2 separate regions of the Sus scrofa genome follow, and region 2 is linked to region 1. Evidence: chromatin contacts called from public HiChIP or PLAC-seq data. All regions are on one chromosome and are shown on one strand. Each heading gives the region's core, a stretch centred on a gene start, on an enhancer-like site or on the middle of the called end of the contact. The rest is flanking DNA. Distances are from core to core; before and after follow the strand shown.

Region 1 (5,049 bases), core at 1,567-4,066:
TTTTTTTTTTTTTTTTTAATAGGTGATTTATAACATTCTGTCAATATCTGCTGTACAGCAAAGTGACCCTGTTACACACACACATATATATGTATATGTATATATTTTTTCTTTTTCTTGCATTATCCCCCATCATGTTCCATCACAAGTGATTGGATATAGTTCCCTGTGCTGTACAGCAGGATCTCATCGCTTATCCACCCAAATGCAATAGTTTGCGTCTACTAACCCCAGACTCCCAGTCTATCCCACTCCTTCCCCCGCCCCCTTGGCAACCACAAGTCTCTTCTCCATGTCCATGAGTTTGTTTCTGTCTCTGTAGAACAGATAGGTTCATTTGTGCCATGTATTAGATTCTATGTATATGTGGTATCATATGGTATTTGTCTTTCCCTTTCTGACTTCACTTAGTATGAGAGTCTCTAAAACTTTCATTGAAAAAGACACATGCACCCCTATGTTTGTTGCAACACTGTTCATAATAGCCAAGAAAGACATGAAAACAATCTAAATGTCCATCAACAGATGAATGGATTGAGCAGTTGTGGTACATATAAACAATGGAATACCACTCAGCCATAAAAAAGAACAAAATAATGCCATTGGCTTGTTTTTTGTTTGCTTGATAGCTTCATGTCTTTAATTTCCTTCTCTCCCATACGTTATAAATGGTTCATTCAGCTTGGGAGTCTCCTCATCTTCCTTTTGCAGAAACGTGTTCAGTAAAAATTTCTTGACTGGACCCTCTCTTGATCATGGTGATTCTGAGAATATGGTGAGAGGTGAGATGGGTCTATCCCTGCCCTCAAAGAACTTTTCATTGAGATGAGGTGAGCAGACCTGCAAGGCAGGAAGAATAGAGCCTGTAGCCCAAACCACACTTTGTGAAGCGGTCCATTTGGACTTACTTATGCCCATTGAAGACCCTTTACCTGGGCTCCTCACTCAATCTGTGAGAATCATTCTCTCTCGCTCCTGCCCCACTCCCCTCCCCACTCCTGTTCTTTCATGAGATTTACCATTGAAAACAAAAAATGAACCTCGGGAATTGGTCTTCAGGTCAGGATGTGAGGAAAAGCAACCTTAGAAGGCAGTCTTTAACCCCCAAGGTTGTCTTTCTGAAGGCAAAAACAAGATGGTGGCAGAGCTTTGATAAGCAATTACCTATATTCTGTCATGTAAGTTTAATGTATTTTTTAAGACAAGTGACAGTCACACACACTCCCAAAGGGTCAGATTTCCTCTTTCCTGTATGGATCAATGGGTTTGCCATGTATGAGAAGAAATCGGGTTATGGTGACAGATGGCTTGAAGGATTTATAAGCTGCTCTTAGGATGAATGCCTGGATTTTTGTGCAGCAGCAGCCAGCATTGATGGCAGGGTCAGTATGATGATGTCAAGCCTTTCCAGGTTCCTATCTCTCAAGCTTCAAGGTGTCGCAGGAAGAACTGTCAAGATCTTGCTCCCAGGTGATGTTATAAAATGTTTGTGTAAACTCTAGGAGTTCCCGTCGTGGTGCAGTGGTTAACGAATCCACCTAGGAACCATGAGATTGCGGGTTCAATCCCTGGCCTCGCTCAGTGGGTTAAGGATCCGGTGTTGCTGTGAGCTGTGGTATAGGTTGCAGATGTGCCTGAGATCTGGCGTTGCTGTGGCTGTAGCCAGTGGCTACAGCTGTGATTAGACCCCTAGCCTGGGAACCTCCATATGCCGCAGGAAGTGGCCCTAGAAAAGCCAAAAAAAAAAAAAAAAAAAAAAAAAAAAAAACTCTAAAGAAGAAAATTCACCTGGGAGTCCTGTACCACCTTGTGCCCTCTGAGTGTGTTTCCCCCGATTCAGGAAAAGAGGGAAATAGGAAAATCTTAGTAATGACTGGTTTGGCAGAGAACCTTGGGCTTTAAATACTTCCGTTTCAGACTCTTTAGGGAGACCGGAGAATGCTGTGGAGAGGTTCATGTAGCCTGTGTAAGCCACGTGCTTTGCAGGTCAGAAGCCCAGCAGATGTTGGCTCCTCAGCCCTCGTTAAATGCGTTTGGTTAATGTGTTGCTCGTAAAGTGTCCTTTTACTGCATGGTTCCCACGCCTGTGATGACCAGGAAGGAGGCGTTCTCATGGGGCTCAAGGACCTCCTTATTTTGGCCATCGTGAGGAGCCAGGTAGGAGGTAGTTTCCATCGTGCTTAATTATGTGTCAACTAGGACAGCTGTAAAATGGAAATGACTATCATTACTGAGCTCAGCAGCTTCAGAGAAACTGAGTGTCCACTTCTTTTTTTTTGGTCTTTTTGCCATTTCTTGGGCCACTCCCACGGCACATGGAGGTTCCCAGGATAGGGGTCAAATCAGAGCTGTAGCCGCCGGCCACAGCCACAGCCACAGCAACACAGCAACGCGGGATCTGAGCCGCATCTGCAACCTACACCACAGCTCACAGCAATGCTGGATCCTTAACCCACTGAGCGAGGCCAGAGATCGAACCCGAAACCTCATGGTTCCTAGTCGGATTCGTTAACCACTGCGCCACGACGGGAACTCCTGATGGTCCACTTCTGTAGCGAATTTCACCTGCCATCCCATCCCAACACTACCAAATTACTGTTTACACAATTTGCAGTAATCCGAGCACTTACCCAATAAATGTGTTTGGCTAAAGAAATGCATAGTTGGGATTTGGGCTACAACTTTCATTAATTTCATCTGGTTTTTGTTTCCCTTCTTGTTGGAATTGATTGGGGGTGCCTGGAAGTCCAGGCTTATGAAGACAATGAAAATGCTCAGCATAGGCACAAACAGCTGTAACAGGTCTGTCCAGGAGGCTGCCCATTAGGGCTGAGACTAGAGTTTTACTGCCCTCTTGTGGTTAAAAGTGGCACCTGCTTTTGAAGTAGAAGGCCCTTGGTTTTTCTCAAGATCATCTGTTGATTAAAACCATGAAATGAATGGACATAAAATTATGAGCAATCATAGAGCTTTCAGTCCAAAATAGTTATTCATCCCAGCTTCTAAAAAAATCCCCAGGAGTTCCCATTGTGGCTTAGTGGTAACAAACATAGCTAGTATCCATGAGGATGCGGGTTCAATCCCTGGCCTGGCTTAGTGAGTTAAGAATCCATCCTTGCTCTGGCTGTGACGTAGTCTGGCAGGTGCAGCTCCAATTCGACTCCTAGCCTGGGAACTTCCATTTGCCACACATGCAGCCCTAAAAAACAAAACAAACAAACAAAAAAAGAATCCCAACAGAAGTCCTGTAAATTCAGGCACCAGCCTTTCTCAATGTCAAATGACAAGCTCCTACAGTGGCCTGAAATGATATAAAATTGAGAGGGTCAGGGGAGTGGGAAATGCCACTGCCTCTTGTAGAGTAATATCATCATTAAATTATAGCCTCTGGTCATGACTGTACATCATGCAGCCAATGGTGAATCCTATTCTGAAACAAAGATATTTGACGTACAACTATTAAATTAAGTCTGCTATTTCGTTAATCTTATATCCTTTGCAATACATCTGGGGCATTCAGGTGCCCTAATAAATGTTAGCTGAGGTACAGTGAATGGTCCTCCTTTGCCCTCTGTTCAGTAACTCAGAATATTTACACATGTGGTCTGACAGTGAGATAGTTTTTTTTATCTTTGAAGACATGCTGTTCTGTAATTTTTTGTCTTTTTTTTTGCCATTTCTTGGGCCTCTCCAGCGGCATATGGAGATTCCCAGGCTAGGGGTCCAATCGGAGCCATAGCCACTAGCCTACGCCAGAACCACAGCAACTCGGGATCCAAGCCTCATCTGCACCCCACACCACAGCTCATAGCAACGCCGGATCCTTTACCCACTGAGCAAGGCCAGGGACCGAACCCGAAACCTCATGGTTCCTACTCGGATTGTTAACCACTGCGCCACGACGGGAACTCCTATTCTGTAATTGAATGCAATTTAATTGAGACAGATAGAAACAGGATTGAGAGAAATAGGCTTAAATATCCCCAAGAAAACTCATGAGCAATCATCCCAAATTGTTCATATATTTCTGCTAGTATGAGTTGAATCTGGATGCTCAGAAGATATTTTACTTGCTAAAAGAATTAGCAGAAAATGGGAGTTCTTGTTGTGGCGCAGCAGAAACAAATCCGACTAGTATCCATGAGGATGCTGGTTCAATCCCTGGCCTCGCTAAGTGGATTAAGGACCCCGCGTTGCCGTGAGCTGTGGTCTAAATCACAGGCGTGGCTTGGATCCCGAGTTGCTGTGGCTGTGGTGTAGGCCAGCAGCTGTAGCTCCTATTTGACCCCTAGCCTGGGAACTACCATATGCCTCAGGTGAGGCCCTAAAAAACCAAAAATAGAAACAAATTAGCAGAAAATAAACCGGTTTCTAGGACCAGTGACAGCATCAGGGACTTGCAGCCTTGGATAATCTTTTCCGCATGGACCCTGTTTGGTAAAGGCGCACAGTATATGAACTGGAAAACCCTCCTTGCTTCAGGGGCCCTTAGTTGGCAGGGTGACTTCTTACTTCCCAGACCCTGTGCTTCGTGTCCTCGGTCCCTCCCTCTGTCGCTCATCCTGAGAGAAGTCTTCAGCTTCAGGGAAGGACACCTGTAGCCCCATTTGCTCCAAGTAACCTACATAAAGGCCCCTGAGCGCTGCATTTACGCTCAGTGATGCCGTGCAGGAGGGTCTAGCCTGGGGGGTAAAGCCCATTCCACTTCTTGGAAAGCCCTAGACCATCCACATGGGGTGTCCACGCTCATTCCCACCCAGGAGGAGGACCTTGGAGGTTATACATGTGCACCTACACACAAGGGAGAGGGGCAGCCCATTTACATATAGGGGGAGGGGCCGTCTATTTACATACAGGGAAGGGGCATCCCATTTACATATAGGGGAGGGGCATCCCATCTACATATGGGGGAGGGGCCGTATATTTACATATGGGGGAGGGGCATCCCATTTACATAGGGGAAGGGGCAGTCCATCAACACTCATGGGAGAGGGGATAGTCTACACACACAGAGGGGGAGGGTGGGCCCTCTACACACGGGGGATAGGA
Region 2 (5,049 bases), core at 879-3,378, 500 kb before region 1:
CATTTCTAAATGCACTTTTGATTATCGTCATGTATTTGTTGCAGATTTGCACTTAATTTGATTGGGATTCCTAGTCTATTTCTCTGACTGATAAATCCACTCATGCAACACAGTCTTTAATCTGTGTAAGGCAATCTCTAATATCTATATATTAAAGGGAATAAGCATTCCAAGAGAATTATAATCACAATTTTTTTTATGGCCTCATTCCTGACATATGAAGTTCTCAGGCCAGGGATTGAATCCAAGCTGCAGCTGCAGCAATTCCAGATCCTTTAACTTACTGTGCTGGGGACAGGGTTCAACTTGCACTTCTGCAGCAATGTGAGCGGCTGCAGTTGAATTCTTAACCCACTGTGCCACAGCAGGAACTCTCAAAATCAGTTTTTTTAAAATCCCAGAATAATAGAATATTTCAAACATGCTTTCTGAACATACTAATAAAGAAAATTACCTTCATTGGGAACTATAAGAGCAAATTCTCAACCACCCAGATATCACAAAGGGAAAAACTATATTTTGTGAGGTCCTGATTGGTTTTGAAAGAATAGTTCTGACTAAAACATAGTCACTGTGATTTTCCTGCCTCATTATTCTGAAAACAGGTGAAAATATACATTTAAAGGATGAGTGCTCCACCTCTCTCAAACTGGAAAAGGTCCAACCATCTCCTTTAAGCCTTCTGAAGGGATGTTGCTTCAATGTCTTACACTTTTTCTTTTTTTTTAAGCAGAAGAGCATACACACTGTTTGTCCATAATGTTGTTCATTTTTTCATCTAATTTGTTTGCCTTTTCTAAGCCAGGCCCTTGATGATCATGGTTAGTTAGTCTCATACTCAAGTTTGAGTTCTGCTGTCTACTCACCTTGGGCCCATCATGACTATTCCAAATGATAAATCCCATTAATTTCAAGCCCTATTTTAAGCCAGTTCCACTGGGAAGAAAGAGATAATATCATTTATTCTTGGTAGGAGTTTAAAGGGCATAACTTCTTTGGGGGGAGGCAATTCAATAATATGAATCAACATTTAAAATGCTCATACTCGATGGTCCTTCAACTCTACCTGTAGGCATTTACTCTACAGGAATATTAATGTAAGTAGACAAAGATACATATATACCAGTTTGTTCACTAAATTTTTTTAACAACAAAAAGTGGAAGTATTGGTTAAAATATGGCACATATTTAAATGGAATACTTGGAAGCAATATTTAAAAATGAGATGTCTTTATATTCATTGACATGAAGAGATGACTGTGGTATATTACTAAGTGAAGACTAAAGTTATGGAAGAGCATGTGTGTTCAAAGTCTTGGCATATTATCCAATTTCTTTTTTTTTTTTTTTGTCTTTTTGCCATTTCTTGAGCTGCTCCCATAGGCTGTGGATCTAATCGGAGCTGTAGCTGCCAGCCTTCACCAGAGCCACAGCAACACGGGATCTGAGCCTTGTCTGTAACCTACACCACAGCTCATGGCAATGCTGGATCCTTGACCCACTGAGCGAGGCCAGGGATAGAACCCGCAAACTCATGGTTCTTAGTCGCATTCGTTAACCACTGAGCCACGACGGGAATTCCATATCCAATTTCTTTAGTAAAAATTCATATTCACATTCCATGTGTTTGCATGTGTCTAGACTGAAAGAATATTCACTGAATCAGTAAATGTGGTGATCTGGAGAATGGAATAATTTCTTTCTCCTCTATATCTATAATGTTTGAATTTTTAATAATCAAGCACTTATTAATTTTTAAACAAACATTAAATATTTCCATTTGGGGAGGAAAATTTATCCCAACAAAAGGAAGGGAGCGTTGACACAGTATCATGTTAATGGTACCATGTTCTTGAGAAAAAAGAAATTTCTTGTTCTGAATCATGGATATCAAGAAAACTCCTTTTGAATTTCATGAATTTCTTTATTATTATTATTATTACTACTATAAGTACTAGCTGCCACCTGTCAAGTTAGGTGTATGCTAGGCAACATGTGCAAGTATGTTATGCTAAGCAACATAGAAAATATCTGACATTTAAGAGCACTAATTTAAACAATATCATCAAACATAGCTTCCCAATTTTACAGATGAGAAAGCTGAGTGTCATAGAAATTAACTGGCTGGCCAAAGGTCACAAGCTAGTGAATAGTGGAAACAGGATTTCAACATGTCTTAACTCCAGAGCTCATGGATCTTTCTTTTATCAAACACAATTATTAAGGCAACCACAAAAATGTCACAAGTATCTTAGTGTTCACTGAATAAAATTTTTGACAAAGTGAAGACATTTTAAAGAATGATAGTGTCTTTTATAGCATAAAAATCATTATCAAGAATCTTGTAGCAAGGGTAATCATATCTAGATTTGGAGAATCTTGGCAAACGCCTGAATAAGTGCAGGAATGTACATTTCACCCAGTGAGAGAGGGAAGTTAACACCCAGATGGCAAATAAAGTTCACAGATGCTTGACATTTGTGCTTTCTTACTCGATCAGAGTTCACTGGAGGGAAGTCCCACAGCAAAAGTGCCTCCCAGAAAGCATACTTAGCGTTTCCTTGTAACCAAAATCGTACTTGGATGAGCAGAACAAAATCGTTTTGAGTCTGTATCAGCACCAAGTCTCACAGTTAGTGCCTATTGTGGCAACTGCTACCATCTAATCTTTTCATTCCAGCACATCCTTCTCATTTGTCTACAACCACAGGCTGTGCACGTATTCATCCTAAGCATGCAATCAATCTCTTTCTCTACCCCTCTTCTCCTTCTTTTTATTCTTTTCTCCCTTTTGTATTCCTCCTCCCTGGCTTCTTTTTACTTCTCTCTCAAACATTATTTCCAAAATAATGTTTCCTATTATGCACCCAAAACTATGCCAACTGCTGGCCAGAATCACTCTGGATACACATCCTTCCTTTTCAAGAAGCTCAAAATTCTCATATGCCTTCCCTGCTCATTTTACTCATTCTTGTGCCAGAGCATCAGTCACAAAGACTGGTACTTATTAGACATGCAATGAATACATAGCTGACTATCTGCCTGTAACTCTGTTTATTTAATTTAAAACTCAATATGTGGACAATTTAAAAAGCATATAGAATCTAGCTGGGCTGAGACTGGCAAAAGTGAGAATATGAACAGAAGTTTAGAAGAGACAGAGTGTGGTGGTCATTCTTTGTGAATTGAAAAGCATTCTTATAAGCATAAGTAGCAGTTGACATAATTACTACAGCTTCAAGGGTCCAGACTGGTTCTTCTGCTCTATGGTATACCCCAACCCTAAAAATTTCCCCTTGATTCTGTCACAAACAATTTTGAGGGGTTAATCAGAATCTTTTTAAAAGATGTAAATACTTCTAGTAATATTATGATATTATCTGTCATTTATATCTTAATATGATCTAAATCAATCTAATCGATTTCCTCCTAATTCAACAATGAGCTCTAAAACCGCTGTTACACAGGGTGCCAAGCCTGAGTATTTAAGGGTGAATAAACTATAATCCCTACCCCCAAAGAGCTCACAGCCAGAAGAGAACAAACTTGGGTGTGTGTACGTGTGTTTCTGTCTGTCCTCCTGAACATTTTCTTGGTGACGTCTTCTGATTCATTTGTACATTCCTTTCTGGTTTTCCTAGTTAATATTTTCATTTTTGCCTAGAGTCAGTTCTTCATCATGATGCTTGCTTTATCAAATAAAGACAAAGTAGGGCACACTCTACATTCAGAAAGTGCTTTGCTAGCTCTTTAGTTGGTTCCTACTTAACGCCTACCAGACTATGGATGAAGAATGCCTTTTATGAGTAAGAGGGCAAGTGAGGAAGTTATGCAACATGCTTGAAGCCACAACACAAGCCTGTAATTAACCACTACTTTTTTAACTGACCCATAGCCTACTGGCTTACTCACTCTTTCCAAAACCACCATTTTGAAGTCAGACTGGATGATCGATCACTATGAACATGTGTTCAATGAATGGTATACAAACTAATATAGGGGTACCTTTATGTTGCCTCTATGTAAAATAATGTAAGACCTAGGAAATATAAAACAAATTTCATCTGAGATATTCCCAGCAGTTTGTAGGGGGAGAGAATCAAGTGATGCTTGCCTAAATTTCCTGTCAGAATTTCATCTTAGAACTCTTGACAAACCCCAAAATGTTGGTAATGATATGCATTCATATAGAAACTTTGTTTCAATAAAAAAAAGAGCCTTGGCATGACCTCTTTCTTACCCTACCACCCACATGCTGTGAAAACACTCCCTCTCATCAGGGCTTTGTCCCTACTCTTTATTATCCAGTGATTGGGTATGTTTCCTCTTGAACTTAAAAATTTTCAGAGAAAATACCCTCATTTCCTCCAAAAGAAATAAACACAGGCAAAGGTCAGAGGGATGCATTCCATGGAAGCTGTCCATTGTAGAGCAAAGTGCAAGACAGTTGGCCCAAACCAAAGAGTGCCGGTCCCATCCCCATCAGCACTGAGGATTAGGGATTACATCCCCCATTCCCACATTTCCCAGCAAAGCAAGACTCTGTGCACTGAAGACCCCTTCCCACAGCTCTGAGGAAAGGGCTTTGTATGTGCATTTGAATGTTATATTTGAATATTTGTGAACAAAAGCATAGTCTTCCCTATGGGAATTACTTTCCTAAACAGTCGTTATTTTCTCCCATGTACCTTGTTTATGGAGACCAGGCTCCTCCAGAAGAAAGAGCCTCCCATACCCCTCCTATAGCATTTCTCAATTTCTTCCACCACCCTTCCACTATCTCATTGTCATTGCTTTTGCTCAGCCCCTTGCCATCTCTTAACTATTGCCTTGTAAGGAGATTTACATCTGCCTACTCCACTCTTTATAATACACCCTTTCTAGTGCCGCTATATCTTTGCAAAACTCATATTTGAGGTTTGTTGGTTCAAAATTCATAAACAAGCATGAAACATGATTTCATACCCTAAATCCATACCTCATTCCTTTTGTTCATTAATACATTAATCCAGCAAATATTTGGTGAATGAGTAAGGTTCTAGAAACTTT

What was found. HiChIP or PLAC-seq counts read pairs in DNA pulled down with a chosen protein or histone mark.
Region 2: a contact with region 1 is called in an H3K27ac HiChIP or PLAC-seq map of alveolar macrophages. The contact joins two enhancer-like sites. A contact is called at or near these places in 1 of 47 Hi-C or Micro-C datasets (embryonic fibroblasts) and 1 of 2 datasets of contacts at active chromatin or transcription factors (alveolar macrophages).

What each region holds. Positions count from the first base shown.
Region 1 is chr4:55,582,600-55,587,648 of Sscrofa11.1, forward strand. All of the region lies in intron 3 of PAG1 (phosphoprotein associated with glycosphingolipid-enriched microdomains 1), which reads left to right. Among named protein-coding and RNA genes, the nearest start is that of PAG1, 130 kb to the left of the region's middle. Within about 2 kb of position 2,817, at least 4 of the 83 cell types and tissues checked have an H3K27ac peak or open chromatin away from gene starts, as enhancers often do. A contact at or near this core is called in alveolar macrophages, where this site is marked.
Region 2 is chr4:55,084,468-55,089,516 of Sscrofa11.1, forward strand. No RefSeq gene overlaps it. Among named protein-coding and RNA genes, the nearest start is that of FABP4, 9.4 kb to the right of the region's middle. Within about 2 kb of position 2,129, at least 9 of the 83 cell types and tissues checked have an H3K27ac peak or open chromatin away from gene starts, as enhancers often do. A contact at or near this core is called in alveolar macrophages, where this site is marked.